Linked DNA regions of Mus musculus: region 2 is linked to region 1. The links are chromatin contacts, called in public Hi-C maps. All regions are on one chromosome and are shown on one strand. Each heading gives the region's core, a stretch centred on a gene start, on an enhancer-like site or on the middle of the called end of the contact. The rest is flanking DNA. Distances are from core to core; before and after follow the strand shown. Region 1 overlaps Banf2os (a long non-coding RNA gene). Region 2 has its middle 30 kb from the start of Mgme1.

The links. Hi-C and Micro-C count contacts between places; a contact is called where the count stands out from the background.
Region 2: a contact with region 1 is called in a Hi-C map of bone marrow-derived macrophages, with 2.3 times the contacts expected there. The contact joins two enhancer-like sites. A contact is called at or near these places in 4 of 484 Hi-C or Micro-C datasets (bone marrow-derived macrophages, macrophages, nephron progenitors and 1 more) and 2 of 115 datasets of contacts at active chromatin or transcription factors (bone marrow-derived macrophages and pancreatic cancer cells).

Annotation. Positions count from the first base shown.
Region 1 is chr2:144,170,137-144,175,885 of GRCm38.p6, forward strand. The region is part of intron 2 of Banf2os (a long non-coding RNA gene); the gene reads right to left. Gm5535 (predicted gene 5535) reads right to left here. Exons shown (of 4, transcript NR_136884.1): 3 at 4,391-4,608; 4 at 3,014-4,267. Among named protein-coding and RNA genes, the nearest start is that of Gm5535, 16 kb to the right of the region's middle. Within about 2 kb of position 2,480, at least 193 of the 459 cell types and tissues checked have an H3K27ac peak or open chromatin away from gene starts, as enhancers often do. A contact at or near this core is called in bone marrow-derived macrophages and regulatory T cells, where this site is marked.
Region 2 is chr2:144,297,662-144,303,410 of GRCm38.p6, forward strand. No RefSeq gene overlaps it. Among named protein-coding and RNA genes, the nearest start is that of Mgme1, 30 kb to the left of the region's middle. Within about 2 kb of position 3,275, at least 68 of the 459 cell types and tissues checked have an H3K27ac peak or open chromatin away from gene starts, as enhancers often do. A contact at or near this core is called in bone marrow-derived macrophages and regulatory T cells, where this site is marked.

The sequences.
Region 1 (5,749 bases), core at 1,230-3,729:
AACTAGGCAAGCCCCAAGGAGGGAGAAGGATGTCCCAGCAGGCAATTAGTGCGCTTAGCAGGTTAATTATTAAGAGCAATAACTTTTCCACATCACAGAATGGGTGTGGATGGGAAAGCATCATGGAATGACCTGCATTTGACATTTCTTAAACAAGAGAACAAGGTACAAGGACCATACTCACTGGGAAACATTGTATCTCTGATGTCCTTTAGGAGTAGGTCTACAGTGACTCTAGGTAGCCCAGGTAAGAAAAGTCCTGCCATAGCCAGAAGCATTGCAGAGCCCCCATTCCACTGTGCCCCCTCTCCATCAAGTAAGGAGCTTGTTCATCCAGGGACACAACCATCTAGATGATTCCATAAACTATTCTAGAAGGCGCCCTGCAGGTCCAGTAGCTATTACTAACAGTCCCAAAGGGTAGCCACCGAGCTGCTGTCTGCAAGCCAATCATAAATGACCTGCCTCGGCATGAGATAGAACTGGACATGGCAGTGAAATGGAGGTGAAAGGCAATGCCTTCCTGCTGGACCAGGATCCCATCCAATGATTTCTGCGTAGATAAGCCATCAAGGAAAGCCAGCACAAGTGAGCCCACATCATATCTAGTCAGGGGTAAGATAAGCAAAGATGCTTGGAGCAAGCTACCAGCAGCGTTTCTCCGCCTCACTTTGAAGTACAGAAGAGGACCAGGGCAGCTCACCCTACAGAGTCCTGCCTCAGGATACCTCACCTGAGCAGCAGAGATTGCTGCAGGAGCTGGGCACTCCGTTCAGCATCTGCATCTTAAACTTAACGAGCTGACTCCATTCTTTAACTGCCTATATATGTCTTCTTTGGCCAGCCATTGAGGTCAGAGCCAGCTCTACTGGACTGCCTCACTGCCGCCTAGGTGGCCCTTGTTGGTACTGGGTAGCGCTAGACACAGAGTGGATTCGGAGCCAGAAGCTCGAGGACATGAATGACATTCTCTGCTGCTATGTGTTCTTTGCTGCATGTTTGGTTTACTCCCACGTCTGGTCTGGCCTCAGCCTGCTTCCCTTGGGCCTCCCGCACACATCTGGAGGCACCACCAGCTTGTCTGGGGTCTGACTGGTCCAAGATAGGCTCTGATAGGGAGGTTGTTTACTCCCTGTCTTCTTGTCCTCCAGCAGGCCGGCCATCTGAGGCAGGTTATATGGAAACCTGTTGGGCCTCTTGGGCCATAGGCTTGCCTCTGCCACCTTCTGTTAGCCAAATCATAAGGGCTCCAGCTTCAAGAAGTAGGAAATAAGACTTCATCTGTCCCTCGGAAGAAGGGTTGTGTTTGAACTCTGAACCCGGGGAAGTGGTACACACCTGTACGGTATACTAGTGAAGCTAGAAAGGGCTGGCCTGTGCTACCATAGAAACCTTGTCTGAAAAAGAGAACGGAGGGAGCAAGCTGTAAAAGGGTTTGACCCTCAGGAAAATAGGTATAGGCATTGTTGCTAACAATCTACCAGAGACCTTCTAGGCATCACCGTCCAGGGAAGATTCAACTGTAAATTGCCATAGAAAAAGTCCTCTGAAACTTTTGGCCATCAAAGTTACATGGTGAGAACATTCAGATATGTTCAGCCCTTGGTGTCAAGGAGCACTGGTTACAGGACATCCAAATGCAGGGATGCTCAAACCTCTTATGGAAATGATAGTGGTGCCTGCTGGGATAGCTCAGCATCAAAGGCATTTGTCCTTGCTGTTGAACAAGGTCCACAAACCGGGATTCAACCCCTATAATTGACATGGTTGTCCACTGACAGTCTCTGACGCTTATGCTATGTCACCTGCATGAGTACGCCACACACACACACACACACACACACACACATCACACACACACACACACATCACACACACACACATCACACACACTCAAATTATTAAAACAGTGACATCCTTGTATATTACCTACCACCATATTTTAAACCATCTCTAGATGACTCATATCACCTAGTCCAATGTCAGTGCTATGAAAATGGTTGTTAAACTGTACTGTTTAGAGGGAAATGACAAGAAAAACGTCTATATGTATTTGGTAGAGATGTTTTTAATCCTCTGTTGCTAGAATCTGTGGATACAGAGGCACACTGTCTTCTTTGATGACTGTCACGATAGTTGGAGCAGGCAGAATCCCATCAGAGAAACAGAGCCAAGGCTGAACAGTTCAATAATGAATTAACACAATAGCCTAGCTAAAAGATGACAGACCAGCTAGAAACCTGAATCGGAGGACTTAGAACCCAGAGATTGTAATCTGCTCGAAACTGCTGCTTCCTCGGGCTGAAGGCACAAAGGAGAAGGGAGTAGTGTCTCCAGCTGGAACCTGGAACTGAGGAGGAGGAGACCACCACCCTCAGCAGAGATGGTTGGAGCAGACCCACCTCCCACCTCTGCTTCTCCCTCCCTCAGAGCGCCAATCCTCTGCTGCTGTCTCCCATTGGCTGCGCCCACCAGGAAAACAGTGATTCAGGGATTCTGGGAAATGTAGTCCAAAGAGTTCGGGGCCCTGCAAGCAGGCAGTGTATCCTTACTCCCAGCCTAAGGAGAGAAATATCAAGTTCACTGTCTCCACTGCCTACCTAAAACAGGGAGACTGGCTCCGCCAAGGCCTTTGAATATGAGATCCAGATCTCAATAAAAGGAAGAGCAGCAAGGAAGAAGGCTGTGGTGGGCTGTCCCCAACAGAAGAGAGCAGCCATGGAAAAAACGTTAAGGTTAGAAAATGACCTGTGGCCTGAAGAACAGGTTGGCTAACCGCTTCCCCCCCCCCCCATCCTCCCCCAACCCCCCTCCCCCGCCCCCTTCGCATCAGTTCTTGAGCGATCTGACCTGGAACCTCACTCTAGCAGAGAAACTGATGTCTGCTGCAGGCTCCAAACCATTGTTTCAGTCTATCCTGCCACAACCCTCTACACTAAGCACCAAAGATGTTCCTATATATAACCCCCAAGAAAAGTTTTATAGGGAAAAATAGAAAATGCACCAAAGTTCTGAGCATATGCATATTATCTATCTATAGATAGATAGTAGATGTGTATATGCATACATATATTATACACACACATTATATTATGCATACAGACACATATATAAACTGTGGCACCATCTGAGTGTGGTACCATCACTGCATCCATGTTATCACAGTGGGTACGCAGCAATGGAACCAAATTTACACACACCTCCATCTGTAGCACTGGTGCCTTCAGACTTGTGGGAAACAGCCTATGGATAAGGGAGAGAGCAAAGGAAGAGAGTAGGAAGATAGAACTCTCTTGTCTTCCCCATGTTACACAGACTATCAGAGGGGTTGGGTCATTTACTCAAGGTCCCCCAGATGGCTAAAGAGAAACCACAGGGCCCCCCAGAGCAGCCACAAGGCTGTTTCGAAGGCTGCTTCCCCTGATCTAGAGTGCCCTTTTGCCACCAGGGAGTTTCGACAGCTCAAACCTAGAGGGCAGAATGGGTGGAGTTCCAGTTTTTCAGATATCCTTTCCCAGGATACAGGCAAGGATGCTCCAGCCAAAAGTACAGGCGTATTGAGTCTATTTTAAGGTCTGGGTGTCTTTCTCTTCTCCATCCTCAATACATTAGGATGTTTTTGTTCAACGAAAATAATAAAACCATTTTGCAGGGAAAGAAAAATAGGCGACTCAACAGTTTCCTGCTCTTGTCTGTACATTTCCTGGAAAGGGCGACGGAGTCTTCATGGGTGGGGGTGGGGCAGTTCCAACCCCAGGCGTGATGACACAGGCAAAGTCAAAGACCAGGCCAGGTCAGGTCTGATCAGTGTCCACATCCTGTGTGACTCTTCCATGGGATCCTGCTCTCTGGGCTCCTTCCCTGTTGTCTCAGCAAGAGCCTAAGGTTTCTCTTTCTTGTAGAAGAAAGGTTTCTTCTTCATTATAGCTGCTTCCTCCACACCCACCTTGTCAGCAATTTAAACATGTCAGGGTTCCTGTGGGCTCTTTAGGGTGTGGTAAGAATCTTCCAGAAGACTGGAGCTAGGGGGGGCCGATTTTGCTAAAGTCCTTGTCTGACAGTAGAGAACAAGCTGCCATCTTTACTTCACTCTGAGATGGGTAATCCAGCCAGAAGCTAAACTCCTAATAAGTACAAGGATGGGCTAGGCATGGTGACACATACCTCTAATCCCAACACTAGAAGGCAGAGGCAGTAGGATCTCCGTGAGTTCGAGGCCAGTTGATCTGTATCTCGGGAGCCAGGAGAGCCAGGACCACAAACAGACCTTGTCTCAAAAGACAAAAACAAAACAATAAATGTAAGAATGCTTTATCAGCTAGCTTCTGCTTTCTAAACAACAGTAACCACAAAATGCAAAAATTTTAGTGGTTAGAACATAATAGCTTACAATCAGCCATGCAGGTCGGGCTTGGCTGGGTGACTCCTTTGCTCCCAGCTGACTCACTTGGGTATCTTTGGCCTGTTACTGGGCTCTTGTGGACTAGCTGGTCTGGGATCACTGGTGAGAAATGGTGCGTCTCTGCTTCCCACAATGTGGCTCTCTGCAGGATGGTGTAAGCATGGTAGTCTGGGCTTCCTACAGGAGAACTGGCAGAAGTCCAAAGCCTAAGAGAAGCACATTAAGAGGCAGGGTCTCTGGAGATCCAGGCTTAGAGCTTCCTGAAGTCGCTCCTTCCCTATTCCAACTCCAGTCAATGAAGGGACAGCCCCAGTTCTTTACCAAAGTCAAGTCTCCAAGAAGCATTAGATACAGGGAGCAGGGAAGGAACGTCAGCAGGTCTGCTTGAAAAGGCTTTCCCTGACTCCCATTCTGACTCTTTCTAGAACAAAGCAAGGGCTTTAGAAGAGAACTCCATCCTACTCACTCCCCCACCCCTAAAAAAAAAAAAAAAAAAAAAAAAAAAAGTCAGAATGGAATATTATCTCCAAGGGTTTGTAGCTAGGCACACCTACTAAGTGCAAACATTTAAGAAGATCCAGGACCAGCAAGCTGGTTTACTAACTCTGCCTCAAGAGAGCCTGCCTTCACCTTTATAAATCATTACATGATTTATAAATGACATGTAAATCATTCTAGCTTGACAGTGACCATGGTGGGAATATTTACACCTTGGGATCTGTCTGGCTCAATGCATCAGGTGCTTTTTTTTTTCTCCCAGACAGCTGTTCTCCCAGCATACCACTACCTGTAAGCCAAGCAAACATTACCTTCTTCAAATGGGTGGGCAAGACAGCCCAATATACCGTGAAAAAAATCGTAAGCCACCGATCAGATATGATGATGTCAATTCACAGTTGAACTGAGATGAACTGAACATGGAGCGTCTCAGGGAGAAAAAAAAAAACTCAGGGTCCCCACAGGGTAAAAATGAGGACACGCATCACAAGGAGGTAGCCTTTTGAGCTAGACCTTGGAGAAATAAAGACAGCCACAGCCAAGAGTGAAAGGGGAGCTTGCACCCGGGAATAGGACAGGTAAAGGCAGAGAAGGTTCTCAGACCTCAGAGGCTTCATTTCGTGAGAGAGAACTCTACCCAAAAAGTCCTTGAATTTTAGTCTGTCTTTAGAGCCTAAGGCACCCGGAGTTTATAGCTTCTCCCCACTTTGGCATGAAGCAAGCCCAGGAACATCCATGACATGGCCATACACAAGAAGCCAGTTGAGTCACTGCACACAGCTCACTACTCTATCCAGCCCTTCCCATCAGCGCTTGCTCCAGGATCTCAGAGAACAGGTACATGTGTTT
Region 2 (5,749 bases), core at 2,025-4,524, 130 kb after region 1:
CATCTGTCTACATGGCTCCCATGTCTTCTCACTCCACACTCAGTCTACACTCAGCCTTCCTGGCCTGTGTCTTTGATGTCTACTCTGACTGAAACAGCAGGTAGCCTCAGGGCTTCTTCATTTCTTTCAGGTCAAATGTCCCTGGTCCCCTATCACTACCTTCACTTCACGCCAGTCCCTCTTCTCTTTAAGGAGAACAAATTGCCGGGCGTGGTGGCGCACACCTTTAATTCCAGCACTCGGGAGGCAGAGGCAGGTGGATTTCTGAGTTTGAGGCCAGCCTGGTCTACAGAGTGAGTTCCAGGACAGCCAGGGCTACACAGAGAAACCCTGTCTCGAAAAACCAAAAAAAAAAAAAAAAAAAAGAACAAGTTATGTTGTTATGTTTTTATAAAATGTGGTCACTGTAGGGCTGGAGAGATGGCTGAGCAGTTAAGAGCACTGACCCCTCTTCCAGAGGTCCTGGGTTCAATTCCCAGCAACCACATGGTGGCTCACAACCATCTGTAATGGGATATGATGCCTTCTTCTGGTATGTCTGAAGACAGCTACAGTGTATTCAGATACATTTTTTAAAAAGGCCACAGCCGGGCGTGGTGACGCACACCTTTAATTCCAGAACTTGGGAGGCAGAGGCAGGCAGATTTCTAAATTCAAGGTCAGCCTGGTCTACAAAGTGAGTTCCAGGACAGCCAGGGCTATACAAAGAAACTCTGTCTCAACCCCCCCACCACCACCAAAAAAAAGAGCCGTTCCCCAACTCAGAAGGGGTGAGTTTCCTTCCCTAGAGTATGGGCTGGACATGGATCATATCTCTTACAGAAAACAGCAGGATTGCCAGGCTTGGTAGCATATACCTTTACTCCCAGGGCTTAGTACTCAAAGTCAGAGGCAGGAGATCTCTGTGAGTTCCAGGCCAGCCAGAGCTACAGAGCAAGACCCTGTCTCAAATGAATAAATGAATAAATAAATAAATAAATAAAGTACCTGGACTAGCAAACTACAGTAATCTATAATTCAGCACCTGCATTAAAACTCACCCTAGCAAGCAGGGCGGGGTGGCTCACATTTGTAATCCCAGCCCTAGGCTAAGGCAGGAATATCACTCAAGGCCAACCTGGGCTGCCTAGTAAGAGCCTGTCAAGAGACAGAAAGGGCTAGGCAGTGGTGGCACACGCCTTTAATCCCAGTACTTGGGAGGCAGAGGCAGAGGCAGGTGGATTTCTGAGTTCAAGGCCACTACAGAGTGAGTTCCAGGACAGCCAGGGCAATGCATAGAAACCCTGTCTCAAAAAACAAACAAACAAACAAAAACAAAAAACAAAACAAAAAAACAACAACAGAGACAGAAAGCTTGGGAGAGATGACTCAGAGAGGTTAGGAGCACTGCACTGCTATTCGGAAGGTCTTGAGTTCAAATCCCACAACCACATGGTGGCTTCCAACTATCTATAATGAGATCTGGCGCCACCTTCTGGTGTGCAGGCATATATGCAGACAGAACACTGCATACATAATACATTAATTTTTAAAAGAGAAAAAGAATGGGAGACGCCATCCTCATCCCCATTCGGCAGCCAGCACTGACCACCAGATGGGCGACTGGTAGTCTTCAGACCGCTCCAGGGTCCAGCCTTAGAATCTCCCATCTGAAGGACAGAGAAAGCCCCCCCCCCCCCCCCCCCCCCCCCGCACATGCACTAGACCTTGTCGAAACCCTGACCCACAGAATCTCCAAGTTAGGCTCAGCTAGTTACCCAGTCGTAGGAACTGACCACTTCATTCAGTTCCTCTATCCAGCTTGAGATAAATTGTTTTTTTACTTATTTATCTGTTATCTGTCTCCACCTTACAGAAGCAGGGATTAGCCCGGCATGGTGGCCCGTGTCTACAATTCCAGTGCCTGGGAGGCTGAGACAGCAAGACTGGCACAAGTTCAAGGTTACCTCAGCTAGGTAGAGACTTCCAGACTAGCATGGGGGTGGGTGGGGAGAGTGGGGGGTGGGGGTGGGGGACTTATACCTCCAACCAAGCAAACTAAACAAAATAAAACAAAACAAAGGACACTGGTCTATTTTTTTCTAGCCTTAGTATCTAGAAAAGTCCCTAGCATAGCATGGGCACTTGGAAAATATTTGTTGAACAAATGAATCCTTGCTAATTAAAGAAAACTGCTCCGTACTATAATCCGCACACCTTCTGCTAAGGCATGTGACCTTTTCCTGAAGAAAGTGTTCTCTGCTGTGTTTTGGACTAGCTCCCTGCTAAAAAATATCTCTTGTCAGCCATCTGGAAAATGATAAAGTTGGATGCATACCTCCCACTATACCCCAGGAAATAGTCCAAACAGATCAAAGATTTAGATGCGATAAGACGAAGCTGTTACAGTCCTAGAAAAAATGCATGGCAGAATCCCGATGTAATTTTGGAGCCACAAGGCCTTTCTACCAGGGACTTGACCTTCTGCAGAAGGCAGAGAAGAAAAAGATGGGGTCATCTCACACTACATAAAACTTCTCCGCGGGGGAAACACATTCAGCATGAATGAAAGTCAAAGCTAAATGACAACCCAGGAAGAAAAACAGCAATTGAAACCACAAAAGGGTTGAACTTCCTGGTACACCAAGCATGCAAGTAAAGAAACAGACAGAAAAATGACCAAGAAATTGGGCAGTACCCGAATGTCAGACTGCTCCCTGAAGCAGTCACATACAAATGGCTCTTGATAAGACTAGACATCCAGCCTTCCTCTCACACACAGTGAGACAAATGTCAAATCTAATGACACTGAAAAACTATTTATTTCTCTCCTATCAGATGGGCAGAGAGCCAAAACCACAGCAATACAATGTTGGCTCAGTGGCAAGGACATGTACACTCGAAGTACAAATTGGCACCATTGAGCCTTATCCACCAACTTTACAACACCCAACAACTTACAAGACCAGGGGCCAGCCTTCATGGTGTGTGTGTGTGTGTGTGTTTACAAGATCTGTACAATTCTTAGGTCAGCAGAGAGGCTAAGGGTGTAGCATAATGATAGTTTTTGCCTATCTTATGAAAGGGCCTGGGTTCTATTCCCAGAACAGGAAATAATGGAGGAAGAGGAGGAGGAGGAGGAGGAGGAGGAGGAGGAAGAGGAGGAAGTAGTTATGCAGAAAAACAGACCAATAACCAGTGGGAAGAGGGGCATTTAGGTATTACACAGAAAAGGGAACTACAAATTGCCCTTAACAAGTGAAACTGTTAGCACTGACAATTGCATTTCTGGGAATTTATCCCGAAGACAGGATTGCATTTATGTGAAATGACACATACATAAAGTTACTCACTGTAGCACTCTCTATAGGAGCAAAACATTGGAAGCTACATAAGTGTCTATTACCGGAAGACTGATAACCCGAAATACAATGCATCCACGCAACACAACACTAGACAGGGTTTTTAAATTTTATTATAGCCATTGACTCATTCATGTGTGTGTGTGTGTGTGTGTGTGTGTGTGTGTGTGCGCGCGCGCGCGCGCGCGCGAGCATGAGCCACACCATGCCTGTGGAGGGGTCAGAGAACAACTTGTGGGAGCCAGTTCTCTTTTACCACATGGCTTCCAGGAACTGAGTTCAGCTAGTCAGATTTGGTAAAAAGTGATTCATGGCTTAGACCATCTTGTTGGCTCAGCTCTGTAATGTTAGAAAATAAATTCAGGTGGTTCGGCAGCTAAGAATGTGTACTGCTCTTGCACAGGACCCAAGGCTGATCTCAGCACACATGTAAAATGGCTCACCCCTATTACTCCACTCCAGGGGATCCAAGGCTCTCTTCTGGCCTCTTCAGGCACCTGCACACACACACACACATGTGACTCTCACACACACACAAAGTATTTTAAAAGAATACATAAGTATTTACCAAAAAAACCATAAAAGTTACACACACACACACAAAAAAAAAACCAATAATACTTGCATCCTACTGGCGTTCCCTCTGTCATGTGAAATAAAATCCTCTAATCTTGTGAGGAAGAAACTAACAGCATTGGCTAACTATGGAGGAGAGCCTGGGCAGATGAGACACCAATTTTGAGGCACCACATTTCTCTACATATATTATTATAATATTTGTAAAACTTTTTGGAATGCCACAGAACTTGCAATAACTGGCATACTCCTTTAGTTCTAAAAGTAGGTTCTTTCTCAAAATGCATGCATTCTGAGGAGGGTCAAAGCCTGTGAACTTTAGCCTTTTTTTTTTAAAATAACCTCTGAGATCCATCAGTCTGATCCTGTTGCCCCACCCTGGAGACCTAAGTGAACCAGCCCCTATGTGCTCTGTGCATTGGTTACAAGAGCTCACAGCTGCTGTTACTGAAAATGCCTAGAAGTCATGCCTTGCGTGTCAGTCACATGTGTTAAGTGGCCCCTGGCTTCAGGAAGCACTTCTAAGTGCTACTCACACCACAGACTAATAAGTAAGTCAGGGAGCTGAGAAGATAGTCCAGTGAGTTAAATATCAATGTTGAACAATCCTGAGGACCTGAGTTCAAATCCAGCTTCTATGTAACATGCTAGGTATGGTGATATGAAGTGAAAATCTGATCACTGGGGACACAAATCCAGGTGGATCACCAGAGTTTACTGGCTAGCCACAAGTCCCAATGAAAGAATTTATCTTCAAAAATAAGACACTTGAAGAACAATGCCTGAGGTTTACCCCAGGCCTAGACATACATACCTCCAAAATACTCAACTGATTTCTAAAAACATTTTTTGAAATAATTTATTTATTTCTTTAAGATGTATTTATTTAATGTATGTGAGTACACTGTCACTCTCTTCAGATACACCAGAAGAGGGCATCAGATCCCATTACAGATGGTTGTGAGCCAACACGTGGTTGCTGGGAGTTGAACTCAGGACCTTGGAAGGTCAGTGTTCTTAGACACTGAGCCATCTCTCCAGTCCTAACTTATTTATCTTTATTTTGTGTGCATTGTATTTTGCCTGCATATGTCTGTGTGAGGGTGTTGGATCCCCTGGAGCATCCTTGTTAGAGTTGCCTGAATTTTTTTTTTTTTTTTTTTAATTTGAGCCGGGTGGTAGTGATGGCACTGGCCTTTATTCCTAATGCTAGGGAGGCAGAGACAGAAGGATCTTCATGAGTTCAAGGCCAGCCTAGTCTGCTCAGATGCTCAAAGATAGAGGACAGTGACTGGTGGTTCATGGCTGTAAACCTAGCTGCTTGGGAGACTCGGGCAGAAGGATTACAAATTCATGAGCACATAGCAAGATCCCATCTCAATGTCTAAGAATCCAGAAAAGATGGAGAGAAAGATAAGACAATGCCATTTCTTGAGCACTGTATCTGCCCATCTTGAAACTGGAACTTTTTAAACATGTTGTGTGTATGGGGGAGGGTGTGTAGGTGCCACAGCATACAGTACTTATGGATGTTCAAGGACAGCTTGGCGGAGTCAGCTCTCTACTGTGTGGGCCGTTGAGGGTAAACTTCGGTGTCTGGCTTGGCAACAAGCACTTTGTACCTCTTGAGCCATCTCAGAGGTCCAGAGCTTTTAGCTTTTCAGCCCTGATTCCAACAGGGATGTTTCTTGGTCATGAAGGTAGTATGAAAACCACTGCTAATGCCATTCAAAGCTGTGTTTCTGCCATCTGCAACCATACAAACTGTTTAATAAAAACTAGACTAAGGAGAACGTTACCTTCATCACAGTTCCTATGTGATACCAGAGGCA